2 separate regions of the Cyprinus carpio genome follow, and region 2 is linked to region 1. Evidence: chromatin contacts called from public Hi-C data. All regions are on one chromosome and are shown on one strand. Each heading gives the region's core, a stretch centred on a gene start, on an enhancer-like site or on the middle of the called end of the contact. The rest is flanking DNA. Distances are from core to core; before and after follow the strand shown. Region 1 holds the start of LOC109073248. Region 2 has its middle 16 kb from the start of LOC109063760.

Region 1 (4,075 bases), core at 982-3,481:
CAGAAATCAGCTGAATGTCTGAGATCTGCTAAAGCAAATCATTTCAGCTGGATCTCAGTGCAGCTTTAAATATGTGGGTGAATCTCATGAAAAAAAAAATTATATATATATATATATATATATATATATATATATATATATATCTATACTATATATATATATATATACATATATATATATATATATACATATATATATATACATATTATATATATAAACCATCCTATATATATATATATAATATATATATATATATTATATATATATTATTTTTTATTTTTTTTAATATATAGATGTATATGCATGTATTTGCATACATATTTTATTTCTTATTTTTTTATATTTGAATAATTGAATATCAAAGTGAATCTCATGATTGCATGAAAATCAAAAGAAAATTTAAAGAAAATAAGAAATTTAGAATTTTATATATATATGCATGTATACAAACACAAACACACACACACACACACATACATACATACATACATCCTATATATATACTGTATATATATATATATATATATATAATATATATATATATATATATATATATTAATATTAGGGCTGACAAATGATTAATCGCATCCAAAATAAAGTTTGTGTTTACATATGTGTGTGTACTGTGTATATATTTAAGAAATATGTACATACATACATACATATATATTTATATATGATTTATATTATATATTAATAAAATATCTAAATATATATTACAAGTATTTCTATATACATATTGTATATAAATATTTATTTTATTATTATGGTTATGACGATTAATCGATTTTCACTGCCCATATATATATATATATATATATATATATATATATATATATATATATATATATATATATATATATATATGCGCACATATTTGCATACATATTTTACATTTTATTTTTTAGATTTTAATAAATATATGTAAGCACATTATATGCAAATATATTTTATAATGTATAAATGTAATTGTATACATATTGTTTTCTTTTTTAAAATAAATATATATGCACATATGTATATGCATATATTTAAATAATAGTCACAGCGTAAAACATCAGAAAAAAAGGCATAAAACAGGCATAATTTCTTAATGCAAAATATGATTTCTTATTTCTCTCTGTTGATTTTGGATTAATTTAGAGGTTTCATGAGATTCACCCATGAATGGTGTGATGAAGTTCTCTGCGTAACCATCAAATCATTCCTCAAGCACAGCAGCAGCTCAGCGTCGGTCAGATAAAGGTCAATATGACGTCTGGATCTCCGCGCCACCATCGTCCTCTTTCATCCACACCGACGCTTCAGGGCCTGATGCTTTTGTCTCGCATTTTTGCCTTCCGCAGCAGGAAGGCGTCTCTCTCAGGAAGAACTGTGATGTTTTTAAGTGAACTCTCATTATTGTTAAGATGATATAAATGCATAATCAGCGGTGAAGTACCTCAGACTCTGCTGTGGAGATTTACACTACATACCTCAAGCTGCCATGACGACGGGAGGCCAAACGTTCCCGTTCCTGCGCAGACTCCGGAATGCTGGACGTGAATCCCTCGAGCTGGACGTTCCTTTCTCTTTGTGTCTTTTTCTTGTGGCAAAACCAAACGTGAACTGTTGCATTTGTACAATCAGGTGGCCAAACCTGCTCACCGTAACCAAATCAAACTGCTGCACGGCTAGAAACCAAAGACCGGATGACCTCAGCCTCACAGGTCAGGAACGCTCGTCTGATTAAACGGGTCTGTATGATTGTGATGTTATGGGTCAGCTGACCGGGGAAACACACTTACACTCATCTCTGTCCGGTCAGATGTTTGGGTCTGGTCCGGATGAGGTTTGAAGGCCATATCGATGTGCTTTCTGTCTGTTCTCAGGACTTCGATGCTCTGATCTTTCATGTTTGCTGCAGCTCTTCTTCTGTTTGAACTGGATTAAAAGCCTTGTGCAGATTCTTGGTCCCAGTTTTATATTTTTCTGTTTTTGTAACTGTGTCTAATGCTTTAAAATGCTACACGTTTTAGAGCCATAAACGTTTTCCAGCATCCAGGAACAATGTCATACGTTCCCACTGATGGAACGGACAGAATAATAAAATTAGAAATGTAATTGTGACTTTTTATCAGACTTTTGTCAGACTTTTTTTTTTTTTTTTTTTTTTTTTTTTGCAACTGTTTAATTTTTTTTTTTTTTTTTTTTTTTTTACTTTTTCCTTGGAGTTAATTTTATTTATTTATCTCAGTGGCAAAAAAAAAAAAAAAAGCGAAATATCAGACTTCTGACAAAAAATAAACAAAAAAAGTCAGATTTGCAAGATTCTGTGGCGGAAATAAGCTTCCATACAGATCAGTGGTCCTTCTGTACAGATTTTTAACATTTGATTTCTTCAGCCCTGAATATGGTGACTTTTGGGAATTAAAGAAGAAACTGTGTGCTTGGCAGGAATAACTTTACGCATTAATCCGGGAATGCGTTCTGCAAGCAAAGTCGAGGTCACGTGACGCCTGTATTTATTCAGTTGATTTAAAATTTCAAGACGTAAAAAGTATTGCAGTCACATTGATTAAAAACAGAACAAAATATACATTAAATATAAATTGGGATTCATGTAAATATACGTTGGGATTGATGGTAGGCTACGCCGCTTAACAAACGGCCTAAATAGCGTCGCGGGGTCACGTGATGCCAAAGCAGCTTTTCCGCGCCAAATTGGTCGCATTCATTTAGCTGCTTACCTCAGCCGCGAAAAACACATTTAATGATACTCCGGTGCGTCCGAAATCAGTGGCTGTTTAGAAAGAATTTGACGCTACAGAACGATCTTCAAATAGGTAGGACTATAACGTTAGTATATTTTCATAAAGAGTGGGAATTCGATGTAGAATGACCAAAATATTGAAGCAGAAATACTGCAAACATCAGTCCAGTTTTTGACACGGTGTGGTAAGTAGTTTATAATAATTATCGCTTAGATTTCGCGCGCCAAAAACCGTTTACTGTACAACAACAGTCCTCAGAAGTTAAAAGGGAACAAAATTATTCTCATAACATCAGATTGTGTGTGAATGTTGTAGTCTGAGGGTGTAGTCTATCCCAGAATGCACTTCCGTCTCATAACCGCTTCTAAGATTTGCGATTTACTGTTTAATAATACAATCAGTCAGTCAAACAATCTTTTTTGTTTGTAGTTTACATATTATAACGTGATGAATGTTGGGCCTAGTTACCCTATGTGTTGCTGTCATTGCTATCTTTTTTTTTAAATATTTATTATTATATTTCTGTTTCAGTCGTAGACTAGTTATCAGCTAATTCTGTGGTTTTGGAAACTAGTTAAGGTCGAGTTAACCAGAACTCAGCCCTGCTTCGCCTCGAGGTGGCGCTCATGCGCAGAGAGTCAGATTGACACGTGCTGTTGGGTTTTTAAATCGTGTGTTTGTTTTCTTGGTTTAAGTTAACGCATCTTTAGTGGGTTTTGTGCTTGTCTTTTTAATTAATAGGCACATTTAGGTGAATGTGAATACTTGATGAACTGGTTTGTGCTGGTTGTATTTTAAAGTGCAGCTCTTTACCATTAAAACAAGTTAAACATTTCGAGTTTGCTGTGTAAGACATGGTTCTCAGGTTTTTAAACGTGTATGTTAAGATAAAGCTTTACTTATATCTTCGTCTGTGTGATTCATTTTGTTTTTGTATGTTTCATATTATTTTATTTTTTCCAATATGGCTTACTCTGTACAATTTCATGCAGTTCTAAAACTTTTACCCTTCAATAAATGAAGCTCTAGACACTTGAATATTAAATCCACTTGACATCACAGATTTTCTTAACTTTTGATTTCCTATTTTAAAACTTTAATATTATATATATATATATATATATATGTGTATATATATATGTGTGTGTGTGTGTGTGTGTGTGTTTTGTTTTTTTTGTTTTTTTTTGTTTTTTTTTTGTTTAATCATCATCACAGCATAACACTAGCTACAGGATAATCTAGCAAATAAAATCCTCTATGGGAGTTAACATGTATATCTCATGCATTTGACATGTTTAATAAGTAAATCAGTTCATAAATCC
Region 2 (4,075 bases), core at 773-3,272, 34 kb after region 1:
CAGGATCCGTGATAATGTTCAATCAATTTTTTTGAAGTTTAATTTTGAAAATTAAGTTGGATTTTAATTCCTTTAAAAACTAATTTTTAGCAAAAGTATTCTAATTTGTGTATTTGTGTTTGTGTATTCAAATTCAAATGTATTCAAATTTAAATAAACAAAAATATTAAAGACAAGTATAAGAAAAACATAATATATTCCCATTTTAATTTAATTTTTTGTTAAAGTTTTTCCAATTTTATTGTGTTTTTAGTCATGTTTATTAGTTTTTTTTTTTAAATGTCTATATTGGTTTTATTAATTTTATAAAGTTAAACTGAATGAAAATTAGAAATGCTTCCTTTGCAACTAGTGAATAAAATAAAGTTAAAGAACATTAATCTTTTTTTCAATTTTTAATTTTATTTCAGTTAACTATTATTTTTATTTCAAGTATTTTTTTTTTTTTACGCTAACAATAATAGCCCTGCCATATATACTTTATAAATGAAAATGTCTATCTAATCCTTTCAGTGGACATACCCCTTCTCTCCAGTGGAGAGGCGGAGCTTGAGGACTGGGCGTGAGGAGAGGGAGAGCTGATGCTGAACACATGATGCTTGGCTCATTATCTATTTTTTTTTTAAAGGTAATTGTGATTTTTATATATTTTTGATGAGCTATAAACCCAGAATTACCAGATAAAACTGCAGAATTCTTACTTTTTTCTCAGAATCTTAAAATTCTGCCTTTTTTCCTGAAAATTTAGAGTTTACATTGCGCATGTCTGATGATTAGGGCCAAGCAATAATAAAAAAATAAATAAAACCATCTTGAGATTAAAGTCATTATAATGCCAGATTATACGCTTTAAATTTCAAGAAAAATGTCATATTAAAATGTTGAGAATAAACTCATTAAATGACTCATTAAATCGATTAATTTGCTTCCATAGGTTGTTTTTTTCCCACTATGGAATAAAACAAATTTAAAAGTGAATTGTGACGTTTTGTCTCATAATTATGACTTTCTTCATAGAATTGTATGTTTGTATCTCTAAATTCTGAGTTAATATCTTACAATTATTTTCTCAGAAGTGTGAGTGTAAGTGTGATATAGAAAGTGACCTTTTTAATTATTTTTTTATTCTGGGCAGAAACGGGCTTCCATACTAGACAGTATATACTGTGCTGTGTGCACTAAACAGTGCACTAGTATTCAATTTAGAACACAGCCAGAACTGGTTTCACTGAAATGCACATGCATATGAGTCTGATAGGAATCAGATGAATTCAAATGCATTATATCTCAATGCGCTGTAATAAAACCAGCTTTTTTTTTTATCCTAATTGGAGCTCATTTAATCAGAAAGTTCATTTGGCTTCAGGTCTGGTCTCAAGCAATTATGAGCTTATTTGAGTTGAACTTTTGAGTTGTCTGCTTTTGCAGATCTGTCCATCATTCCGGGTGTAATGCTGCGTCTCATCCTGCAGGTGGAGCCAAACTACAGAAAACAGTCACCAGAGACTGGACTCAGTGTCAAAGAATGGACAGCAAACCATCAGTATACAGATATCAGTCCCAAACGAGTTTCACTAAATGATTGTAGCCCTCAGTTAATTTAACTGAACTGTTTATTGGCTTTTTGCTTTCATTGTGTAGGACAGTAGAAAGTGCTTTCTCATCAGTCTCGAGATCTGAACACACTCCTCTGTCAAACACAGCTCAAATCTGTGACCAGCTGAGATTTAACAAACATTATATATTTCTATACATGCTTCTACCGGAACCTGTCCTCAGTCTGAAGCTTCAGTGACTCTTACTGAAATAACTACTGCAGTCACTCTGATTTTGATCTATGCTTTTTAATATTTCTACAGTCATATCAAACAGGCAGATCACTCCACATACAGTGTGTGTGTGTGTGTGTGTGTGTGTGTTTAAGCAGATCTCTCCTATCATCATGTTCTTCGTGTGTCACGTACGTGAGATGCGTGTATTACTGTCAGCACGTACTGTGTGTGTGTGTGTGTGTGTGTGCTGCACTGACGCATCTGCTCCTCTAGAGGCGCTGCTGAGGAGGTCACCGGAGTTCGACTGATGTGTGTGTGTGTGTGTGTGTGTGTGTGTGTGTGTGTGTGTGTGTGTGTGTGTGTGTGTGTGTGTGTGTGTGTGTGTGTGATGTCGACTGACCGCATACTTCCACTGATACTTAACTATTGTTCAGGTTTATGTAACTTCAGCATGAAACCACAACACGAAACTTTAACACATAAAGAGAATTCTTTATTGACAAGTCATGCATTGTAAACAAATAATGTCATATGTATTACAATATCTGATCTTTATATTTATTTACCTATTTGTGTGTTTATGACTTCATTATTAGTTAACTAGCCTACATTTACATGTTTTGCCGCGTGCATGTCAAGGTTATTAAAGATAACTTTAAAAAAAAAAATAGATAAAATTAAAAAAAAAAATTTGTAATTTAAATAAAATAGACATTAACTAAAATAAAATGCATAAAATATTTTCAAATTAAACTTAAAGTTATTAATGCAACATTTCTCATTTTCTTTTAGTTTAACTTGATGTACTAAAATAACTAAGACTAAAATAAAAAGTACTAAAGACCATATAAAACATCTGCCATATTTAAAAACAAAAACAACAAAAATAAATAAAACTAAAATAAATAAAAATACATATAAAAAAAAACTAATTCTGAATTTTATTCAAAATTAATAAAAACTACAATAGTAATCTTTATACTAAAATATCAATCACAGTGCTTTATTATCCAACTGAGATAGATTTAAACATTTGATGATGACTGTATAAAATCAACCATCATTTTCAGTAAAGCTTAACCACAAAATAACCGCATTTAGAAGAACATTTTAGGTCACGCTTTACAATAAGGGCTCATTTGTTGCATTAATGAATGCATTAGTTATCATGAACCAACAATGAGCAATACTCCCACAGCATTTATTAGTCAATGTTAATGTAAACGTTGAAATTAACATGACGATTAGTAAATGCCGCAGGGACATGAGACACCTCAGCGCTGATTTATCAGATGTTTCTGAGGTCAGAGGTCAAGTAAAGGACACTCTTCAGCTGTGCGTTTGAGACTTTCTGTGTTAATCGTTCAGCCCAGAGGAAACACGTGTTGCTCTTTCATCGCTCAGGGGACTTAATGAACATCTCAGTTAGTTTTTATTTAACGATTCAATGTTTCTTCTAACATTCTTCAGGAGGAATTAAAATGAGGTCATCCAGTGAGAGTCTAGAGATATAAAATGAATGTGAAGCAGCTCGAGTTTGAGACATTGTTGAGATGTTTTTAAAGATTTTTAATGATTATGAAAGAAGTCTCTTCTGCTCGCAGAGGTATTTATTAGATCAAAAATCTGTTTAAAAAATGTGAAATATTATTACAATTTCAAACAGCTGTTTTCTATGTGAGTATCTGTTAAACTGTAATTTATTTCCGTGATGCGCAGCTGAATTTTCAGCACCATTTCTCCATTCTTCAGTGTCACATGATCTTCAGAAATCATTCTAAGATGCTGATTTCTTCTTCTGAGACTCTTCCATGTGACATAACCGGGGATAAATGTAAGGAAACTTGTGTCTCATTTGGTGTCCATTCAATCTCATTAGGAGAAACAGCGGAGATGTTAAGCTGATGTCTGCACTAATGGAAAGTGTTCATACAGAGACTCTTCTGTGAGTCCAGGCCGTCTTCACTCATCTGTGTGAACGTGTCTGAAGGTGTCTGTGACCCGGCAGATCTCACGTGAGAATGCTCGGCTTCAGCAAACACCTGCAGGAAGTGCATGCGAGCCGTGATTACAGGAGCTCTGCTTATCTGATCACAGATCACAAACATCAGACCGCAGCTCCAGATGCACACACACCGCTGGATGAAGACGCTTCACACGCTCGCGTGTCATTGTGTGGCATTCCAGCGCACTTTTGTGTCTTCTTTAGATATACACTAGTGTTCAAAAGTTTGAGGTCACTAGGATCCTTTAGTGTGTCTGAATGAAGTCTCCTTTGCTTGCTACGGCTGCATTTATTTGAT

The links. A called contact is a pair of places that touch in the nucleus more often than the background predicts.
Region 2: a contact with region 1 is called in a Hi-C map of red blood cells, with 1.8 times the contacts expected there. The contact joins the enhancer-like site here to the promoter of LOC109073248 in region 1. A contact is called at or near these places in 2 of 8 Hi-C or Micro-C datasets (liver and red blood cells).

Annotation. Positions count from the first base shown.
Region 1 is chrA18:29,281,888-29,285,962 of ASM1834038v1, forward strand. LOC109073248 reads left to right here and starts at 2,232. Exons shown (of 5, transcript XM_042775759.1): 1 at 2,232-2,825. The coding sequence starts at 2,753.
Region 2 is chrA18:29,316,454-29,320,528 of ASM1834038v1, forward strand. No RefSeq gene overlaps it. Among protein-coding and RNA genes, the nearest start is that of LOC109063760, 16 kb to the left of the region's middle. Within about 2 kb of position 2,023, at least 4 of the 8 cell types and tissues checked have an H3K27ac peak or open chromatin away from gene starts, as enhancers often do.